4 separate regions of the Mus musculus genome follow, and regions 2, 3 and 4 are each linked to region 1. A link is a contact called in public promoter capture Hi-C data. All regions are on one chromosome and are shown on one strand. The core of a region is the stretch at or near the end of the contact, and the rest is flanking DNA. Distances in the headings are between cores, read along the strand shown. Region 1 holds the start of Galnt15 (polypeptide N-acetylgalactosaminyltransferase 15). Region 2 holds the start of Ankrd28 (ankyrin repeat domain 28). Region 3 has its middle 16 kb from the start of Gm36164. Region 4 holds the start of Ncoa4 (nuclear receptor coactivator 4).

The links. Promoter capture Hi-C pulls out the DNA fragments that hold promoters and counts their contacts. Capture Hi-C pulls out chosen DNA fragments and counts their contacts.
Region 2: a promoter capture Hi-C map of adipose tissue shows a contact between it and region 1. The contact joins the promoter of Ankrd28 here to the promoter of Galnt15 in region 1. A contact is called at or near these places in 16 of 39 promoter capture datasets (the C10 cell line, the HPC-7 cell line, HPC-7-derived erythroid cells and 10 more), 5 of 484 Hi-C or Micro-C datasets (the N1E-115 cell line, cerebral cortex, embryonic cerebral cortex and 2 more), 23 of 115 datasets of contacts at active chromatin or transcription factors (the 230-238 cell line, SST interneurons, bone marrow-derived macrophages and 14 more) and 3 of 9 other capture datasets (adipose tissue, liver and macrophages).
Region 3: a contact with region 1 is called in a promoter capture Hi-C map of embryonic stem cells, with 3 times the contacts expected there. The contact joins the enhancer-like site here to the promoter of Galnt15 in region 1. A contact is called at or near these places in 10 of 39 promoter capture datasets (3T3-L1-derived adipocytes, embryonic stem cells, frontonasal cranial neural crest and 6 more), 2 of 484 Hi-C or Micro-C datasets (bone marrow-derived macrophages and embryonic stem cells), 3 of 115 datasets of contacts at active chromatin or transcription factors (differentiating embryonic stem cells and embryonic stem cells) and 3 of 9 other capture datasets (adipose tissue, embryonic stem cells and pancreatic islet).
Region 4: a contact with region 1 is called in a promoter capture Hi-C map of the SN4741 cell line, with 2.7 times the contacts expected there. The contact joins the promoter of Ncoa4 here to the promoter of Galnt15 in region 1. A contact is called at or near these places in 1 of 39 promoter capture datasets (the SN4741 cell line) and 1 of 9 other capture datasets (adipose tissue).

Annotation. Positions count from the first base shown.
Region 1 is chr14:32,027,825-32,030,408 of GRCm38.p6, forward strand. Galnt15 (polypeptide N-acetylgalactosaminyltransferase 15) reads left to right here and starts at 1,279. Exons shown (of 10, transcript NM_030166.3): 1 at 1,279-2,207. The coding sequence starts at 1,669.
Region 2 is chr14:31,829,135-31,831,718 of GRCm38.p6, forward strand. Ankrd28 (ankyrin repeat domain 28) reads right to left here and starts at 1,281. Exons shown (of 28, transcript NM_001024604.2): 1 at 1,193-1,281. The coding sequence starts at 1,219.
Region 3 is chr14:31,895,417-31,898,000 of GRCm38.p6, forward strand. No RefSeq gene overlaps it. Among named protein-coding and RNA genes, the nearest start is that of Gm36164, 16 kb to the right of the region's middle. Within about 2 kb of position 1,280, at least 15 of the 459 cell types and tissues checked have an H3K27ac peak or open chromatin away from gene starts, as enhancers often do. A contact at or near this core is called in differentiating embryonic stem cells and embryonic stem cells, where this site is marked.
Region 4 is chr14:32,158,594-32,161,177 of GRCm38.p6, forward strand. Ncoa4 (nuclear receptor coactivator 4) reads left to right here and starts at 1,294. Exons shown (of 10, transcript NM_001033988.2): 1 at 1,294-1,417.

The DNA of each region.
Region 1 (2,584 bases), core at 29-2,528:
TTTCTGGGGACGTGTGTCCGTCACACAACCATGTTCCATCTCCGTTTTCCTTCACTCCCATTGCTCCATGCTCCCTCCCATTGCGCTGCCTCTGACTGCTCTTCACCTCCCGTCATGCCCGCTGCCCTGTGCCATCTCTCATTGTGCCCCATTTCCCATTATGCTCCATCTCCCAGCATGCCTTACTTCTCAGTAATCCACCGCCCACCATGCTCTGCCTCCTGTCATGTCTCCTTTTGCCTCTGCTCCAACCATGCCCTCCTTATCTCCCTTCCTTTGTGCTTCCTCACCTATAGTGGCTCCATCACAGTGCGATTGGCCTGCTATGCTCTGGCCCGCTGTTCCCTATACCAGACCCACTCCTTTCAGAGCCTCGCCTTTGTTACTCCTTCTGTGACTCTCCCCATTACACAGATGCTGGTTCTTCTAGGAAACACACAGTGCCACTTCAGATTGATTTTTAACCTCCAGCCCATATTCCCCAGCTCCCATCTCTGCCTCGTCCCCGCCCCCCGCCCCCTGCCCCTCCCCCTTGGCCCTTGACATAGTCTGACCTCCAGACACTAACAGACCATCTCTCCATCTCCCTCACTGTCATGTAAGCACCCGGAGGTCCCAGTTTGACTTCATTCTCTGTTATACTCCTGGCCCAGGGAACAGTTGGGGGCATATGGCCGGCAGCTGCTCATTATGTGTGTACAAGCTAAATGGAGTTTGAAGACTGAAAGAGCTTGAAGTATGCCTGTCCTCCATCAGCCTCCAGGTGCTTCTGAGGAAGCCAGGTAGCCAGACTTACAAGGGCTCCCTCTGCTCCTCACTTTTAGAAAGGAAAGGCTAGTGGGGCCCCAGGAAGGAGCCAGGCAGATTGCCTTGGGAGATTGAAGGTGCTGACAGGCAGCTGGCTCCTGGCATCTGCGTCACCTTGGCAGCCTGTCCAAACCAGAAGGGAATTCTCCTTCCTGCTCTTCTGGGTGGGGAGAGGATGCCTCCCTATGAATGGTGCTCAAGTCTGAACTCCTGGGAGGTTGCTGTTTTGGATCGGCTCTTGGGGTGACGCTGTGTGGCTGTGCAAAGCCTGGGAACACGGGGGCATTAGGACCAGGAGCGAGACGCACACTTGGCTCCCTGTCCTATCTGGCAGAGGGTTCCTGCAGAGCTGGAGGTATGTGTGAAAGGAAACCCCGACCGTGCCTGCCGGCTTTACATCTGTTGCTCTGACCTGACTCAAGGCATCCCAAGGAGGATGTCTGTCATCTTGGCTTGACTGAATCCCCCAGCAACTCGCCCCAGACAGCTTGTAGAACCTGACCACTCATGCAGAGGGGGAAAGAACATGGGCTAATCACCAGAGCAGGATGGACAAGAGCAGGGTGAGAGAGGAGCCAACAACCGGAGACCCTTCTCAGAAGACAGCTAACACTCAGAGAGGACCCAGGAGCCCAGGCTCTGGTGGCTTTCTGATTCTAGAGGGCAGTGGGTCTTATAAATGCTACGTTAGCATATAGACGTTAGCAAACGTCTGGTGGGATAAGAGGTGCAGGTGGATGGCAAAAAGCCTTTTAGCTGGAATGAACAGCCCAGGTTCAGTTTCGAGCTTGAAGGTACCTGGATAGCAAGGAGGAAGCAAACTTGATCAGGACCTGTTGCTTCGTGGCGAGTGGCTGCGACATGCTCCCGAGGAAGCGACCCAGGAGTGGACGTTCCAGGCTTCAGTTCCTCCTACTCTTCCTGACTCTGGGATGTGTCCTGATGATGGTGATCCTGCTGCATCCTCCCCCGCCCACCCTGCACCAGGCTGTCACAGCTCAGGCCAGCAAACACAGCCCTGACACGGGGTACCGCCTGGACTTTGGAGACTCTCAGGAGTGGGTCCTGGAGGCTGAGACTGAAGGTGATGAGTACAGTCTCTTGGATGGCCTGCCATCCTTCATCTCCCTGCAGGAGGATCAACTGCTGGTGGCCGTGGCCTCACCCAGAGCTAGGAGGAGTCAGAGCCAGGGCAGGAGACAGGGCAGCTACCAGTTCATCAAACACAGGAGCAGGAGATGGGATGAGGAAGCCCTGGAAAAGGACTGGAGGACCGAAGAGGATGGGGAGGAATCAGAAGAGGTGCTGACCCCACTTGGCCCGGACTCAGATGGCCTCAACAAGCCACTCAGTGCCCGCCTGCCCCTGAGGAGAGTCCTGCCCGAGGTGCGACACCCACTGTAAGTAAGGGCCCTGCCATCTCTTCTCCAGTCTAAGCGTGTGACTCAGTGGTAGTAAAGTCCCAGGTGCCAACTCTGCAGTCTGCCTCTCCCATCCTTAGGACAGTGCTCCCTTAGGACAGTGCTCCTTAAGATGTGGGCCCTGGGGCCAGATATCAGCCTGGCTGATGAAGTGCCTGAATTGGAGATCCTCAAATCCTGTCTCAGACCTGCTCAGTCAGAAGCCCCAGAGTCACTGATGAGCTACTAACAAGTCCCGAGGGAGGGACGATCTCATTCGTTCATTCTCTTCCCAGGCCTGCCTTTAGTCCCCCTAGGTCACACAGTGAGATGGGAGCAGAAGCTTCGAGGAACCTTCCATCTCTCTCTCATGCTGA
Region 2 (2,584 bases), core at 31-2,530, 200 kb before region 1:
AGCACAACTGAGAAACTGTGCTTTCTTAATTTTAATCAACTCAAAGATTCTATGTGTAGCTAATGGAACATGTTGAACAGTAAAGTTATTCACAGATTTTGAAATACAAACTTATCAACCAGAGTTTTTCAAAGTATCATGCCCTATTGTTAATATCAGCTAAAATTCTGCTGATACCAAATGATACTAAAAGTCAGCATTCAGCCTAAGTAGAATATTCACTTTTTAAGTGAGAATTGACATTAGCTAGACTCAGAACTTAAGTTTTAATTGGTAGAAAATGACATAAAACATTAAGTTTTTCCCTATCGTTTTTGTTAAGCTTGTGCCCACTTTCTGATTGGTTTCCCTTCAAATCTGTTCAGTATCTCCTATTCAGAAAAACAATGGCAAAAGGGGTACTCAAGCATTAATAGGTTCCCGCGACTCCGTAAAATCCACTCGTTACTTTCCCTTTTCTTTAAAAGAGACAAACACTGGGGAGCGTCTGGTAATTCACCTTCTCGCCTTTTTAAAAGGGTAACAAGCGTTCATTCAGACATAGTTGCGATTTCATTGGTAGATACAGAGTTATTTTTCCCAGCCCACAGTGTACTGCAGTCTTCTGAGCACTTCAGGTGTTCTTTGACAAGCTCTTCCTAAGTCAGGAAAACTAAACCAAGATGGTGCAGAATATGCCAAGAGAAAACCAGCCTGGGAATATGCACCGTAACAACCAGTCCCCAGCAGAATCCATCGGCACCGGTGGGTTTGCTTTCGACCGCCACTACCTCTCCGCAGAGACGGTGCGGTGGACCGTGAACCGCCCCGCGAAGCGAACCCGAGGGCAAGGTCGTGACCCCAGGTCACGGCCGCCGCCTGCCCCGCTCCGACTCCGCACCGCAAAGCCACCTGTTAGGCCCGAGCCTCACCTGGCAGGAAAGAGGAGGCGCCTACCCGGCAGCGCGCCGGACGCGAGGGCGGCGAGCGCAGAACCCGCCCCTGTGGCGGCGGCCGCGATCCCCCGGCGGCACGTGGGTTTCTCGGAGCTGGGGCTGCACTGACAGGCGGACGGCCCGCACGGCTGCCGACCCGGGACACCCTCTTCCCTCGCTGCCACCGCGCCGACAGGGCGCCCGGGCGGCCCACGCCGCTGGTCCACCCTCCTCCGACTCCTCGGTGGCGCGATCCCGCCCCGCCGCCCCTCACCTACCTGGTCGCGGAGTTTGAGGAACGCCATGGCGGTCGCCGCTGTTCGGCCACTACCCGCGCCCGGCGGGTAGGTGGCCGGCTACGTTGAAGAGAGCGCGGGCAGGGGGCGGCGCCGCCTCCCCGGCCGCCCGCCGCCGCCGCCGCCGCGAAGAGCCCCGCCGGTCCCGCCTCCTCCAAGGACTCCCGCCCTCTTTCTTCCGTCCTTTCTCTCGCTCTCTCCCTCTAGCTCTCAGCCACCTCCCACACGCAGCCGCCGCCTTCGCCGCCGCCTCACACCCCCTTCCCGAAATACCCCAGCAGCCCCCGCCGCCGCGCCGCTCCAGCCCGCGGCCGCGGCGGCATCCAAACTCCACTCCACAATATTACCACCACCGCCCGCCGCGATTGGCGGCCGCGCGGGGGAGAGGCCAGAGTAAGCCGAGCGCCCATTGGCCACGCCACCGCGCTCGCTCGCTCCCGGGCTCCGCCTCTCCGCGGAGGGAGGGGCGGGGCACAGGAAGCGGCGGCGCGCGGAGCGGGCGGGCCAGGTGGCGGGGCGTCTGGGCGCGCGCCCCGGGCGCGGTGGGCGGAGCCCGGACTGGAGGTGGGGAGGGACGGAAACTGGGTACCGGGTAACGGCCCGGGATGGCACGTGGAGGTGGCGTGCACAAGCTCAGCTCAGTCAGGTGCGGAGAAGGCAGCCGGAGCCGGTGCGAGCCAGGGAGACCTCCGGGCCGATGCTGCTTTCAACAGAGTAGCGAGGGCAGCGGGGAACCGGACTCGCACGTGGAGCGAGAGTGAGAATGTCTCCGCGGGCTTTGGGGGAGACGTGGTCACCGGGGGACTGCTGGCACGCGAGACTGAAGGGTGTGGTCTTCATAGCCTGAACAGGTTGTGACCGCGGAACATTTCTCTCCAAAGCGCCCCTTTCAATCTTGCATGTGTTTTTTTTCCCCCTTTCTTCTTTATCATCAAAAGGGTTTTTGCCTCCCACTTGAAAGAAATCAATTTTTTCAAAAAGATGTGCAGGATTTTCAATAAATAGCATCCTTGGATGGAGAAGAGGAATGACTCCCTCGCCCTGGCACACACACCCACGCCAACCCACAGCTCAGAAAAGGCTTTTCTTTCTTAGGCAGCCGCACACTGTTACCATTCCAGGCTTGTGTGGGAGAAGATTGTTGTTCTCCTGTGTCTGTCAGCCTGGGCGGCTCCAGCCCCTGATTAATAAAAGGTACAGATGGTTAGAACACAAACGTGAGATATCGGGTTGGTTTAAAAAACAAAACCAAACCTCATCTTTTCCCTGCATTGGTGTGTCTCTTGGGACAGACTTTATTTAGAGAATCGATTTGAGCCTAATGGCAGTCTAGAAAAATGGGGATCAGTGCCAGGACTGTCAGTTTATTATAAT
Region 3 (2,584 bases), core at 30-2,529, 130 kb before region 1:
GCCTGGTCTACAAAGTGAGCTCCAGGACAGCCAGGGCTATACAGAGAAACTCTGTCTCAGAAAACAAAACAAAACAAAACAAAACAAAACACACATGCACGCACGCGCGTGCGCATGTGCTATGGAATTAGCTCTCTGTGTGGCTGTGTGGCTGTATTTCACAGCGCGAGGCAAGCGAGCCCTTGAAAGCCAGATTTTGTCATTCCCCTACTCAGAAGTCTCTGGGAGCTCTTCTCTCTGCTCTCTGACATGTAGACCTCAGGGCCTTTGCAGTGATAGTTCCCTCTATGTAGAAGGCTCTTTTGCCAGATAATAACCTAAAATTCCTGTAAGGCTTTATCAAATGTCATTCCCCATGAGGCCCATCCTGAAGGCCTCTTTTTAAATTTCAGCTATCTCTATCTCCTTCTGTTACATTCAAATCTATACCCTGTTCACTTGTTTCTCCCTTAGCAGCTATTTCTTTTTAACTCAGTGCACAGGCTTGTCAACTTGCCACAAGCGGAAGTCATCACAGAAATAAAGTCTCAGTAGAGGAAATGCCTTCATGAGATCCAGCTGTAAGGCATTTTCTCAGTTAGTGATCCATGGAGGAGGGCCCAGCCTGCTGTGGGCAGTGTCATCCACGAGCTGGTAATCCTGGTAGTCCTGGGTTCTGTAAGAAAGCAGGCTGAGCAAGCCAGGGGAAGCAAGCCAGTAAGCAGCATCCTCCATGGCCTCTGCATCAGCTCATAACCAGGTTCCAGCCCTGCTTGAGTTCTGTCCTGACTTCCTCTAGTGATGGACTATGATCTGAAAGTGTAAGTCAAATAAGCCCTTTCTCCCCCAACTTGCTTTCTGGTCATGGTGTTTCGTTGCAGGAATAGAAATCCTGACTAAGACACAATATTTTTATTTTATTTTCATTAAGAAAACGTTTATCTCTCTTCAATAGAATAGAAGCTAGATGGGGTCAGGATTTTGGGTCTCTGCGAGAGACAGAATGGCCAGCTTAGCAAGAGATCCTGCCTCAAAATAAAGGTGGAGAATGATAGAGGAAAACTATCTAATGCCAACCTCTGGCCTCTGCACATCACACTTACATACATACATACATTCTCTCTCTCTCTCTCTCTCTCTCTCTCTCTCTCTCTTTCTCTCCCCCCCCCCCCAATGTGATCAAAGTGTGCTGAGATGGAGGTGTTGTCCTCTGTCATCAGGGGTTGCTAATCACATCCTTACAAAAAGACAAAGGAAGCACATCAGCTCAAAGTGACAGTGACCTGCTGACCCAGAGCCAAGGTATGTAAGGAATGCAGCTCTGGGAGCTGCCATTGCCCAGAAACCCCACTCTTCCCTGGAGCCTATGGAGGGAGCCAGGCCCTGTGGACACCTTGATTTTAGCTCAGTGAAGTCAACTTTGGATCTCTGGCCTCCAGGGCTGTTAGAGAACACATTCGTGTTGTTGGAAACCACCAAATATGCAATTCTTTGTTAAAGCAGCCATGGGACACTGGTCCAACAGGGAAGACCATCTTAATAAGTAGGATCCTAGATACAAGCATTTAAAATGCATGAGTGAGAGAGAATGGGGTGGTCTTAGTTAGGGATACTAGCGCAGTGATGAAACACCATGACCAAAGCAACTTGGAGGGGAAAGGGTTATTTCACTCATAATTCCATAGAGCAGTTTATCATCAAAGTAGTGAGGGCAGTAGCTCAGGCAGGGCAGAAACCTGGAGTCAGGAGCTGATGCAGAGGCCAGAGAGGTGCTGCTTATGAGCTCCCCCCATGGCTTTCTTAGCCCGCTTTCTTATAGAACCCAGGACCAGCAGCCCAGGGTTGACTCTTAACCCTAAAGATGTGAGAAGAAAGACCACAGACTCAAATCATCATGGCCAAATTAATTAAAGCAAGCTTTTTTTTTTAATCCCTGTACACAAGCTGTCTCTCCCTAAAAGCAGAGCTCAAGAGATCAACATTGGATTTGAGGAAGACAAAGTTTTTATAGCTCAAGGGTAGGGGGTTTCTAAATGGGGGATTTGGTGGGCAAAATAGGCGGAGTTGAAGAAGGCAGAGTTGAAGAAGGCGGAGTTGAAGAAGCAGAACATAAGCGTACCAAGTTAGTCATAACAACCTGCTGAGCCGGGCGTGGTGGCGCACGCCTTTAATCCCAGCACTCGGGAGGCAGAGGCAGGCGGTTTTCTGAGTTCGAGGCCAGCCTGGTCTACAGAGTGAGCTCCAGGACAGCCAGGGCTACACAGAGAAACCCTGTCTCGAAAAACCAAAAAAAAAAAAAAAAACAAAAACCAACAAAACAAAAAAACAATCTGCTGAAACAAAGACATGATTGCAAGGTGGTCGTAACAAGACGTCGTCATAACAACACGTAATCATAACAACCTTTTGAAATAAAGGGAAGGTTGCAGAATGGTTGTAATGAGGTTCAAAACGAAGACATGGTTGCTGTTTCCTGAGCCAGGCAGTATGGAACCGTTTTTAGTTAGGGTTACATGTGGGCTAGAGTCCACCCTTGAGGAAACAGAGGCTTAATCATAAACAGGGATGAGCCTATTTTATCTTTACTGTAAGATGCCTATTAAGA
Region 4 (2,584 bases), core at 44-2,543, 130 kb after region 1:
AGAGCCCCGAAGCTCTTCCAGAGGTTCTGAGTTCCCAGCAACCACATGGTGGCTCAGAACCATCTGTTTCTGCTTTACAATGGAAAAAAGCATGTGTGTTCATGATGAAACCAGACTTCTTCTTTGTCCCTGGTACTCTCATTTATCCTTCCTTCCAGTTACTTAGGTACCCCCTCTTTATCGAGTCCCCACATCACACTGTGTTTGCATAAGGTTAGAACAGGTTAGAGATACTGGAGAAGGGGCTCTCTAGACCTCACGCAGTCTGACAGGAAACTCAGAAGCCGGACTTCTGTGGGTGGTGGGGCCTAGCTCTAGGGTCAGTTAGGTGTGGCATACAGACCAGCTAAAATACACTGACTTGAAACTGTAACATTAATTCTGACATTTATTTACTCAATATTTAAAAAAAAATGTAGCATGTTTTTCCTAAGTTATAAAGCCCATCAGCCTTGTCTTAGTCACTGTTTTATTGCTGTGAAGAGACACCATGACCATGGCAACTCTTACAAAAGGAAGCATTTGCCTGGGCCATCTTTACCATTTCAGAGGCTTTGTCCATTATCAGCATGGCATAAAGCAGGGTGGCCTGCAGGCAGAAGTAGCTCAGAGTACTACATCCAGATCCACATGCAGCAGAAAGAAAGAGTGAGCCACTAAGCCTGGCTTGGACTTCTGAAGCCTCAAAGCCAACCCCCAGTGACATACTTCCTCCCCCAAAGCCACACCCACCCCAACAAGGACACTCACTCTAAGTAGAGCCATCTTCTCATCAGTAAGCATTCAAACACGTGAGCCCGAGAGGGCCATTCTTACTCAAACCACCACAAACCCCAGAGGAAAAAAAGAGTTTATTTTCTTTATTTGCATGACTCTTTTTTGCCTGCATATATACATCTGTACCGTGTGCACGCCTGGTGCCCTTGGAGGTCAGAAGGCACTGGAACCAGGAGGTATGGGTGGTTGTGAGCCATCCTGTAGGTGGCTGGGAACCAAAACTGGGTCCTCTGCAAGAACAGGAAGTGCTTTTTTTTTTTTTTTTCAAGACAGGGTTTCTCTGTGTAGCCCTGGCTGTCCTGGAACTCACTCTGTAGACCAGGCTGTCCTCGAACTCAGAAATCCGCCTGCCTCTGCCTCTGCCTCCGGAGTGCTGGGATTAGAGACTTACTGATAGGCACGAAAATGATCCAGACTAAGGGCAGGGAGTGTTACTGCATGCCTCCACGTTGAGCTCTAAGAAGACTTTGCGCAGGCGCGGAAGGAAATCTCGCGAGACTGTCAGAACACTACCGAGAAGCGTGGTAGGGAGGCCATCCTATCGCGAGAACTCTGTCTTCAGGGTCCGGATCCTTCCACGGCTAAGTGTCTGGGTCGGTCTAAGGTCCGCTCGGATCACCGGAAGGAGCGCTGCCAGCCGGTAAGGACGAGAGTGGCCGGCGGGCGCGCTTCCTCTTCTGCCCTGTGCCCTTCTTCGCTCCGGCCTGTGGCCTGTCCTGCCCTCCCCTCCATTCTTCCCGACCCTCGGGTCCGGGACCACCATCCCACCTGCCTGCACGCGGGGCCCAATGGCCCTTCCCTTCCCCAGGTCACGTCTGCTGTGATCGCCTCTCCAGTCCCCGCGTCGCGCCAGGCCAGAGCTCCTCTCCCTCCCCTCGTCCCGACGCTACCACTTTTCCTTCATGCCCAAGCGCTGGATCTGTCTTCTCTCCTCTGTCCTGTCGACATGTTTCGTTCCTGGGCCACGATTGCAGCCTGAATGCTTCTCTTCCATCCCTTTCCCTACATTGCCCTGACTGTCCTCTGGGTTTATAGCGGTGACAGCCCTGTTTCTCTGGTCCCAGGCGGGCCTGGTTTCCATTACTGACCCAGTGCACATTTGCCCCTATTCCTAGTGGTTTGGCAAGGTGGAATGACTTCTGGAGGCCCACTATCCGTTTCCTTCTCCCAGCAGTCCCTTTAAATCGTTTGATTCGTCCCTTCAGCTGATGAGAAGAGAGAGCTTGCAGAATCATTAATTCATAGCTCGGGCGTTCATTTGCTATATGCTTAGGGTACTGAGGATATAGTAATGTAAAGAAGTGGACGTGCTCCCGGCCCTGATGTGACTTAGCCCTTGCGGTGGGAACAGTATGGGTTTAAGTGCTACAGGCTGGAACTTGGGAGGATGGCTCAAGAATGACAAGTCAGAGGGGCTGGAGTTATCTGACCCTCCTGCACACAGCTCTCCTGCTAGTGTTGTTTAGTAGGTAAGGGCCTGCCACCCTGGCGTCCTTTTGGAAGGACTTGACTTTCCACCCACTTGGTAATTTGGAGTATGGTCATAGACCTTTTGAGTTACTTCCCTGGGTGTGTATGGGACAGGTAAGGCTGTTGGTTCTCCGTTAGCATCCCACTGTGATGTTTCTGAACTTTTAAAGTACATTAGAACATTGGAAAGAATTTCATCCTGTGTGACAAACAGGAGACTAATTTGTACTGCTCAGCAGGTCGCTTGATTTGCTCTGTGGATTTTTTTGTTTGTTTAAGAAGAGTGTCAGATCCCCTTACAAGCCATTGTGAGTCACCTGATGTGGGCCCTAAGAAC